2 separate regions of the Sus scrofa genome follow, and region 2 is linked to region 1. The links are chromatin contacts, called in public Hi-C maps. All regions are on one chromosome and are shown on one strand. The core of a region is the stretch at or near the end of the contact, and the rest is flanking DNA. Distances in the headings are between cores, read along the strand shown.

Region 1 (4,398 bases), core at 1,573-4,072:
CTCTCCAACCACACGCTGGAATAAGAAGTGTGTTTGCAGCTATAATCAGCACACTTAAATACTAGTTAAATTCAGAGTGAATGCAAAATCCGCATGGCTCTTGACTCCGAAAGATGATAAAAATATCCTATGGCCCTGATCCCTCTGAGCCCTTTGACAACGAGGTGGCCTCTCGGAACCATTTTAAGGCTGCGGGCAGTTCCAGAATAGCCCGGAACACATGCGATGGGGCTCTGATTCGTAGAGGACGGAGTCCGACACCCAGGAGTCTTGGCTGCGGGCTGGCAAATTCCTTCCTCGCTTCTGTTTTTCTGGGACAAGTGGTGATCATTGATTTCTCTGTAAACTCTGAGGATGACAGCGCCTCCCTGAATTGCCTTGGTGTCCTCGGTGGAGTGTGTACCTGGAATAGCTGTGAAGCGGCAGAGCTAGCGCATCGGAGACACGGAGGGCAGAGGGGCCGGCAGCTCCTGCTTAATGTTCCCCACGGGGATGCCCCTCCCACTCCTGTCCTTCGTTTATGCCGTGTCTCCAGGACCACCTGGGGAGAAGTGGGGTACTGAGGTTTCTGGAGGGTTGCGGGATCATCCAAGAGTTTGGGAATTTAATCTGCCTTGGGTCTGGAGTCTGGGCCTCCTGGTCTGAGATAAGGATTCTTCCCATTTCGCTGCTGGTGTGTCTTTGAAGATGCTCCGCTTTCATCTGCCAGCACCCGGGGGCATGGGCAGCCTCAGTGAAAGGCTCTTGGAAGGTTCTCAGGTTCAGCGTCCACCCCGTCACATCCGACAGTCTCTCACTGGATACACAGAATGTGGAACCTCATACCCCATAGTCTCTCAATACATATGCACAGTACGGAAAACGGGGATACCACTGCCAAATTGTTGCTTATCTGCAGCCAGGTTGCCACTGGTGTCTCTGCCCTTTAGCTGTGGAGTAATAGTTCTAAAGCGACAAACCTCCCGTCTGTTCAGACTCCACCAGTGGCTCCCAGATCCTCTAGTGCCAAGTTCAGAGTGTACATCTGAACTTCAAGGCAGCCCCCAGCCTCCATGGAGCCTCCTGTGCTCTGACACCCTGCCACACACCCAGCCTGAGCCCCAGGGGTGAGGTCCCGGCGGTCACTCCCTCCCCTTGGCCATGTGTCTGCAGCAGGCTGGTCCTGAGAGCCAGCTCAGTGGAGGAGCCCCTTCCCTGCCCGATGTGCTTGCTTCTCTTGGAGCCCGCCCCCTCCTCCCTGTAAGCGGATTTATCCCGGGTGCCAGTGGAAGAGCTGGTGGGAAGAGCTGTGCAGCTCCTTGGCCTTGACCATGGCTAGAGGGTCATGCATTGAGTGAGGGAATGGATGAGCTGTGTTTTTAAAAATTCTTGTTTGGGATTTCTCTCTCTCTCTGTGTGTGTGTGTGTGTGTGTGTGTGTGTGTGTGTGTGTGTGTGTGTGTGTGTGTGTGTGTGCCTGGCTCTTCGGAAGCATGTGATATCGGGGAGGAAGCAGAGGGGACCTTGGCACTGGTCCTGGGCTCGGTACCTGACCTATAGAGACAGCTGGTGGCTGCGCCGAGGAGGGTGGCCACTCTCGCCCTGTACCTGGGGTTGGTCCGAGTGCTCGCAGGGGGCTCTGCAGAATGCTCCTGCACAGAGCTGGCTCTCACCTGCGTTCGTGGGATTGAATAATGCTGTGATTTCTCTGAACACTTAGACTTTCGGAGCCTTTTCAGTTCTGGGCCTCCTGTGAGACACTAGAGAACACTTAGAGGGCTGCTCAGAGAGCTGATTCTACAGATGCTTTCAATTTAAGCAAAAGCGATGTCCCTTCCTCCATTCTTTGCCGTATATGAACTGTGTCGCCCTGTGGGCACCAAAGGGGCTTCCTACCCTCTGCCCTCCCAGCACCCTATCCCGACTTGTCTGTTTTGAGCTGCTCAGTACGGGTGCTCAGCTTTTCTCCTGGGCTGAGGCCACCTAATCTCGGATGTGCTGGATGGGGGGGAAGCTGACAGATGCTCGCCCAGCAGCCGGTGGCACGGCGGGCTACCGCGGGGCACAGGCACATTTGTCCCTAGGGTGCGGGGCTCCTCCCCTGGGCCCTGCCCCTGAAAGCCCTCTGCAGGCCTCTGCTCTGAACTGCCGCTCCTGGAGAGACTGGGAAAGGTCCAGAAGGTAAAAGGGAGTGAATGAAGGACCAAGCGCAGTTAACTCGCAAGCTGCTGTGCAGAGACGGAGCACAGAGGCAGACAGACGAGTAAAGGACAAGCCTGTTCTCCTTCCATCACCCAGTTTAGGAGTAAAATGACCTGTTTCAGGTAGTGCCTGCTAAGAAGAAAGGTCCTTAGTCGTTCGTGGAGCCCTCAGCACAGACCTTGAGAGAGTGGCCGGGTAGGGAAGCGGGGGCGTCGGAGGTACTGGGGGAGTCCAGGCCCTTTGAGCATCACACAGTCAGGATGGGGCTTGCACATTAGCTGGTGACGTGGCAGCCTCTCTCCTGAATCATCGTGGCAAGTTCCTGGGACTTTCATGTGGCTTTTTGGGGCCAGGCCAAAACCCCAGTGTCCACTTTTCTGGGAAGGTCCATGTGATCAGAGCTGATTTCCCAGAGCGTCCTGGGCTGGCTGCCCCCTCCCCATCAGACCGTTGTTCCTGTGACTCTGGCCAGAAACGGTGAGGGGTGTTGCCTGCATGTTGGCACAGGTGCCCTGACTGTGGGCCTGATGCGTGTGCCTGAAGCTACGGGATTTAGAGGATTGAGTGGGCTGCGGGTCCTTGGTTTTGTCCGTGGGGGTAGGTGGTGTTACCAGACCCAGAGCCTGTCCGCGGCTGCAGGGTTAAGTCAGAGGATCTCAGACCCACAGGGCCTTGGCAGTGAATATAGGCCACATGTACAAACCGCTTTCCTTGTGGCAGTGGAATTTTCTTTTTTTCCCCAAGTCAAATCGCACATGTGATCTGAGCTGGCGTGGAGGACACAGACTCCTCTTCTCTTCGACCCTAGTCTCTCTGCAGCCCCGGGGTCCCTCCTGCCTCTGGGCCTGCCCGCCTGCCCGTGCAGACACACAGATGACAGACAAGGACAGGGGTCAGAGGCCCGGGGCCAGAGGGCCGTCCGGACACAGGCTGGCTGTCCTGTCGGGCGGGTGAGGAGGGAGGGCCCAGGCGCTGTGTCCCTCTCAGCCCACACTCCGGGCCTCGTGGGGAACATTCACCAGCCCCATGCCACCTTCATGGACCTCATCTGGGGCCTGGCAGCCTCGGGCAATCAAGAAGCTGAGGCTTCACTTTCTGTGAATTTTTATTTTATTTTTATTAGAGTATGGTTGATTTACAGTGTTGTGTCAATTTCTGCTGTACAGCATGGTGACCCAGTCCTATCTATCTATCTATCTATCTATCTATCTATCTATCTATCTATCTATTCTTTTTTTGGTCTTTTTAAGACCACACCTCTGGCTTATGGAGGTTCCCAGGCTAGGGGTCGATTTGGCACTACAGCTGCTGGCCTGTGCCATAGTCACAGCAATGCCACATCTGAGCTGCCTCTGTGACCTACACCACAAAGAAATGCTGGGTCCTTAACCCACTGAGCGAGGCCAGGAATCGAACATGCATCCTCATGGATACTAGTTGGGTTCATTACCACTCAGCCACAAGAGGAACTCTTGCAGTTAGGTTCTTAACCCACTGAGCCACAGTGGGAACTCCCAGACCTTCCTGCTCCGCAGTAGCCACACTCCAGTTGTTCAGTGGTCAGACACGCTGTCTTATTTTTTTACAGTTTTATACATCTCTGCCTATTCTCCCAAGGCCAGCTCAACTCAGCTTATACATCTTAAGCCTCTGCTTTTTGGAAGACAAATGTTAGAAGGCCGAAAGGATGAAAACGTTACTTAGAAACTGCACGTTTTCTAGAAAAAACCCGTCAGGGAGAAGTGGAGCGGGGAGGGGTCAGGGTCATGACCCGGATTGGGTATCCAGGATGCAAAGTGACCGTGGAGGGGGTGGGGCTGAGATCAAGGTCTAGAGCAGAGGGCACCTGGGTGCTTTACTTTAGCTGGTGGCTGGCCTCCCTGAATTCTGCTCGAGCCACCGTGGGGCTCAGTCACGTTCCCCGACCGCTCTCTTCCTCCTGGGGGCACGAAAGTGAGATGCTCCCATGGAGGTGCCCCACCCCCACCGTGGGAGGTCAGGGCCCCTGACCCGTGGAGAGGGTGCTGCTGCAGCTGGGCCATGGCTCTGGGCCAGGTGTGCCATCGCATGCAGCCCAAGTGTCCTGGGCTGGAATCGGGGAGCCTTTGGGTCCAGCCTCTGGATCTTAGGACCCTGAAATTTTCGCACGGCTCACCCAGTGCCAAATCTGGGGTTGCCAGGAGCAGGAAAAGGTGGGAAGGAAGAGGCGGGATTGAAA
Region 2 (5,123 bases), core at 2,090-4,589, 45 kb before region 1:
CTGAGAGTGGCAGGCTCTTGGCATCGCCTGGGGGGAGCGCTGCACCTGGAAGAGAAGCTGAGCGCAGCCTGCTTGAAAGGGACGCAGGGCTTGGAGGAGGAGGCTGCCTGCGGCCCCGGTGGACCGGGTGATGGGCTGAGGATGATAGCTGACATCCCATATCCCAGGACATAAAACCCCGCCGGACTCCTGCGTGCCTCTAAGGAGAGCGAATCAGAACCACAACTGACATTTGATTGCCAGTAATGCTTTAGAAATAAGGAACTGAATTGAAGCTAATTTTACAAACGGAAGAAAGGTGACATTTCTGTGCCTTCAGAATGTGATTGTGAGTGTATGCATCCTCCATTGTCTAAAAAAGGTTTTATTTTAAGCCAAGAGGGTGAATCTTGAGCTTCTTCCGAGTTGGTACCTCGAGGAGAAACCTGGGAATGGATTTCCATATGGCCCGCCTCCGGCCCATTGACTGCGGCCCTGACTCCCTGGCCGTAACTATTAGGAAACCATTGACTGAAACCGCCCGCCTGGGTCAGGCAGATCCCCGCCACTTGCAGGAGTTGTGTCACAACAAGAGGCCCTGATGGGGAAGGTGCTGCCCTGAGGGCCAACCGGGAGGAGTTGGCAGGGGCCCGTAGGAGGGAGGAGACGACTAACTTCCCAGGATCCTTGGTGCCAGAACCAACTTCTTGGTTGGTTCCCTGAGTCACACCAAGTATGGGCTGAGCAAGACGATTGGCCAGAAAGACCTGGAAACTAACCCCATTCCCATAAAACCAGAGACTGGCGAGCAATTCTCCGGGGTTTCCTCCCCCTTGCTGCTCTCTGCCTGGGCGCCCCTTCCCCACAGGCTTTCGCTTTGTCAGCCCCTGTGTCTCCTCAGACCATGCATTTCCCAGTGTCAGACAGGAGGCCACGCTCGGGCCCTGGAAGGGGCGCCCCTGGCTGTAACAGAACCATCCAGCACAGAACCTTGCCTTTAGTAGGTCTTCAAAGAGGAGGGGCATATTCAGAAGTGGGTGATGAGTCCCACTGCCCGCAGTCACAAACACCATGGGTATCTTTTCAAATGAGCTTGATATGACAAAGCTCTCAGTGAGGAGCTCCTGATGTGGTACGGTGGGTTAAGGATCTGGCATTGCTGCAGCTGTGGTGTAGGTCACAGCTTCGTCTCAGATTTTATCTCTGGCCTGGGAACTTCTATATGCCACAGGTGCGACCATAATACAAAACCAAAAAGCCAAAAAAACAACCAAAAAAAAACCCCTGAAAACATCTGGGTAAGATGGCTGAGAGCCCCGACCCGTGCAGAGGACTGGATTGAAAACCATCCAGTGATGGGTGGGCGTGACCTTGAGAAACACAGGCTGCTTATCTGAGAGACCAGGAAGGTTGTTCAGCAGCACAGCTCAGAGCAGATGACTCTGGCAGTTAGGCTGCACAGGCCCCATGTGAAACCCCACACAACAATTACTTCATGGCTGTTCTGCAGAATCTTATGACCTGATAATCAGAGAGAAGTGTAACAGATGCCATGATCAGCATGGAGACACACTATTATACAATGTCACCAGGAATCTGGGGATGGGGGAGGCACTGGTGGATTAGGAAGACTCCAGGAAGAATAAGTGCATCTGAGATGCCCTGGATGGCCTGATGCAAATGGCATCATCGGGGTGGCATCCTCTTTCCCCATGTCCCCCACAACAGTCGTGTTAATGGCCGCAAACACACGTGGGAAGGAAGTCACAGGTACACACACATGCACACACACAGACACACGCATCCCCGGGGAAGCACGTACAAGTCTCAATGGCACAGGTGGGTAAGAGGCTGGTGTGTGCACCTCATCACTCCCGGGGCAGCCTCAGCTGTTTCCTCCCCACTTGACTCCCAATGTCCCTGCTTACCACAGAAACATCTGCATCTCAGCACGGACCCATTTATCACCTTCCCTGTGTGTCTGCTGCCATCCTCTCATTCATTCATAGAATCACTCATTCACAAGGAGTATCACACCCCTACCTCCCAGGTACCACAAGCAGAGGATGGGGCGGGGGTGGGGCTTATATTTTCTGTGAAGCTTAGGCCTTTCTGCAGAACTATTGTCATTTTCAAGTGCTGGTAAGATTCTTTCCATTGTGCCTTTTGCTTGAATGATGACATTTGCACAAAGAATTTGACAGAGGCATCAGAAATGCTCATTCATATTTGGGGGAGGGAAATATTTACCAGAATAACTGCTCAATGTAGAGGAGATGGATTTGTGATTTTTTTTTTTTAAAGATGTATATGCAGTAGAGGAAGACAAATTATGCAGAATGTCAAGACAGTTAGGAATCTTGTTTAATTGGGGGAAAATGAGACAGGGAACAGCTAAGGGTGATGGAGTGAATCCTGAACATTTTCCAGTTACGTCGATACTTCTTTATGCATATCTGCCTTACTGAATCCCTGCCAAGATCTGCATTTTTCAGATAAGAAAATGGAAGCACAACAAAGTTAAGTAACTTAAGGTCACGCGGCTGGTAGGTGATGCATCAGAATTCAGAGGCGAGGCTGTGGAGGGAGGGCGCCGAGGAAGGGACCTGTGATGTGGGTTTCCCCTCACTTCTGCAGAAAAGAGCGTCTCCTTTGAAGAAAGCATTCTTCATACACACCGGTTATTTCTGTTCAACTCTGCATGCCTGAGACACATGATTTAGCGCTTGGGTAACTTCTACCAGAGGGAGTGGCAAAGATAAATCTTACAGGAAAATTCTACCTTCAAAGATCTTGGACTCTAACAAGCTGGGAACCCTAAGAATAGGAAAGAAATTGCTGTGCCAGGAACTCTGGAATCCACAGAACGGAGGGACTGCCAAGTTGCCCCCTCTCCTCCATCCTTCAAAGCGATGAGGGAGTGGGGCAGAAAGACATGTGACGCTGGCACAGCAAGGCCCTCAGCCTTCATCGCGAGGTCCTCACATGCCAGGGCATCAGGCCGAGGTTCTAGGGGGCCCGATCTGGTCGGTGGCAGGACTGGAGCCCTGGCCTCCTGCGCAGCCGGAGAGGGTTTCTACCGCCGGCCAAGCGTGTTTGGGGCTCACCCACTACTCTCCGAGCTGGCTCATCTTGAGGCCCCGGAGCATCCGCCTCAGGGACGGTCTTCTGGCCGCCGCCGGACGAGGCGCCTCGTGATCCCCTGGGCGGCGTGGGCCCCGTGGTCCTCGGTGGGCGAGCGGGAGTCCCCGGGCCTGCGCGGCCGAGGGCGGGGCGCGGCGGGCGGGCGGGCTGGCGGCAGGGGGCGCTGCGCGCCGGGCGGGGGCGCTCGGGCCGAGCCTCTGCGCCCCGCGTCTTTGTGCCGCTCGCGCCGCCGCCCACTCTCCCCCCGCGGGCGGTGCGCCCCGGCTGGAGGGCGGGCGGGAATAAAGGGCGGCTCCGGGCAGGGCGGCGCGGGCGGCCCACTTGCAGCGCGGACCCAGGCACCCGACCGCGGACCTCGGCGCGGAGCTCGGAGCCCCGCCCGCGGCCGAGCAGGAGCGGCGGCCCCGGGGCCCCAGCCGCGCGGGACCAGGTGGGTGTCGCGCGTCCCCTTTGTGTCCGTCTCGCGGGAGCTGGGCGCGGCCGAGGGGCCCGGTGGAGGTGGCGGTGCCGAGCCGGCTTCGGGCGCGGGGATCGGGCGGGGGCGATGGCGGGTCCGTGCCAGGGGCGCCACCCTGGCCTTGCCCCTCGGTGGCCCCAGGGCCGAGGACACGTTGGCTCTGCATCGGCATGTGCCCGCGCCCCGGCCCGTCAGGGGGAAGAGGTGGCGGGCGGGGACGGCTCTGGGTTGGGGGCTGCAGGACTCATGCCCAGTTCCAGGAGGTCTGGCGAGGGCGACCTGCTGGGGAGCGGGGAGGCGGCCAAAGGTCAGCCTGGTGGAGTGGGCGGGTGCCCTGTGAGCTCGGCGGTGCATGTCCAGATGCCCAGTGACCTCAGTGGCCCGCCTCCCTGCTTCCCAAACCGTCCTCTCCCAAGGGGTGCGCAGAAACTTCCTTGTTGGTCTAAGCACCCCACCAGCAGGCAGTGATGCCCCGACTCCCCTGCACCATCCCGGGCACCCAGCCCTGGGAACTCGTGCGAGCCGGGAGCCGTAGGGTCAGGCATGGGGAGAAAGGGGTTACTTTCTGTACCCTGATGGTCTCCATAGGCAGGTCTTAGGGTGATTGGTCACGACAAAAGTTCTCTCTCTGCCCTCTTCCCAGTGAAGAAGAAGAATAATAAACCCACTAGAAAAATATCCCACAGTTGCCTTGTGCCAGGCCTAAGGTGGGGAAGGCGGCCCAGGGAATCCTGCTGACCCTTGGGGAGGGAGCTCTGGTCTCTGAGCCAGGAACAGACCCCACTTGGTCTTGCTCTCAATTGTTGTGGGAAGGAAGCGCTTTCCTAGGAGGGGGGCCTGGGGATCTAATAAGGACACATTCCAGTGCACCGGCCAGGGGCAGCCGGCAGACAAGCTGTGTTGAAAAGTGTAAGATGGAAAATGAGGTGGTGCAGACCCTGCGGAGCTTGGGCGACTTCCCAGGAGGGCGAGGCCCGGAGAGGAGGGTCTGGGCTGCTGCTCAGGAGGGTGACAGAGCCATGCTTGAAGGTGGGGCGGGTTGCAGGTGGTAGAAGGAATCTGGGCAGAGGGAACTGCCCAGCAGAAGGAGGGGATGGAACTTCAGGGGTGTGCCCCGAACTTTCCCGCACTTGCAGCTCCAGTGCCCCTGGGATTGGAATCCCTCTCCTGGTACCGAGGATGACCTGGTCTTTTGAGGTTTTCTAGGGCCTTTTCAATTTTTGCTTTTCTTATTTTTTTAGAGAGTGCAAAGGAACTATGCCCAGAGTAGTCAGATGAGGGTAAATCGTGAAATTGGGCATTCCGGGCCCGCTTTAAACTCGATCCTGTTGCTCTTAGAGTCACGGATGGTTTTGGAGGAGAGTGAGCGGAGCACTGCTTTAGAGTGAAGAAGGCATGTGGAGTGTGCGGCCTTTCGTCCCAGCACGGGCTCCCACCTCCGCGCTTTATCAAAGGTCAGGCAGGGATTGAGAACCTACTGAGAAACCTGGATGGAAATGACCTCATTTTAATGGGGGGAGGGGGTAGTTTCCAGATCCAGCAC

Evidence for each region. A called contact is a pair of places that touch in the nucleus more often than the background predicts.
Region 2: a contact with region 1 is called in a Hi-C map of skeletal muscle, with 1.6 times the contacts expected there. The contact joins the promoter of RNF144A here to the enhancer-like site in region 1. A contact is called at or near these places in 2 of 5 promoter capture datasets (fetal liver and liver), 13 of 47 Hi-C or Micro-C datasets (alveolar macrophages, fetal heart ventricle, fetal liver and 6 more) and 1 of 2 datasets of contacts at active chromatin or transcription factors (skeletal muscle).

The regions. Positions count from the first base shown.
Region 1 is chr3:128,820,130-128,824,527 of Sscrofa11.1, reverse strand. The region is part of intron 3 of RNF144A (E3 ubiquitin-protein ligase RNF144A); the gene reads left to right. Among named protein-coding and RNA genes, the nearest start is that of RNF144A, 45 kb to the left of the region's middle. Within about 2 kb of position 2,822, at least 10 of the 83 cell types and tissues checked have an H3K27ac peak or open chromatin away from gene starts, as enhancers often do. A contact at or near this core is called in fetal liver, liver, omental adipose tissue and 2 more, where this site is marked.
Region 2 is chr3:128,865,319-128,870,441 of Sscrofa11.1, reverse strand. RNF144A (E3 ubiquitin-protein ligase RNF144A) reads left to right here and starts at 3,339. Exons shown (of 11, transcript XM_021087902.1): 1 at 3,339-3,553.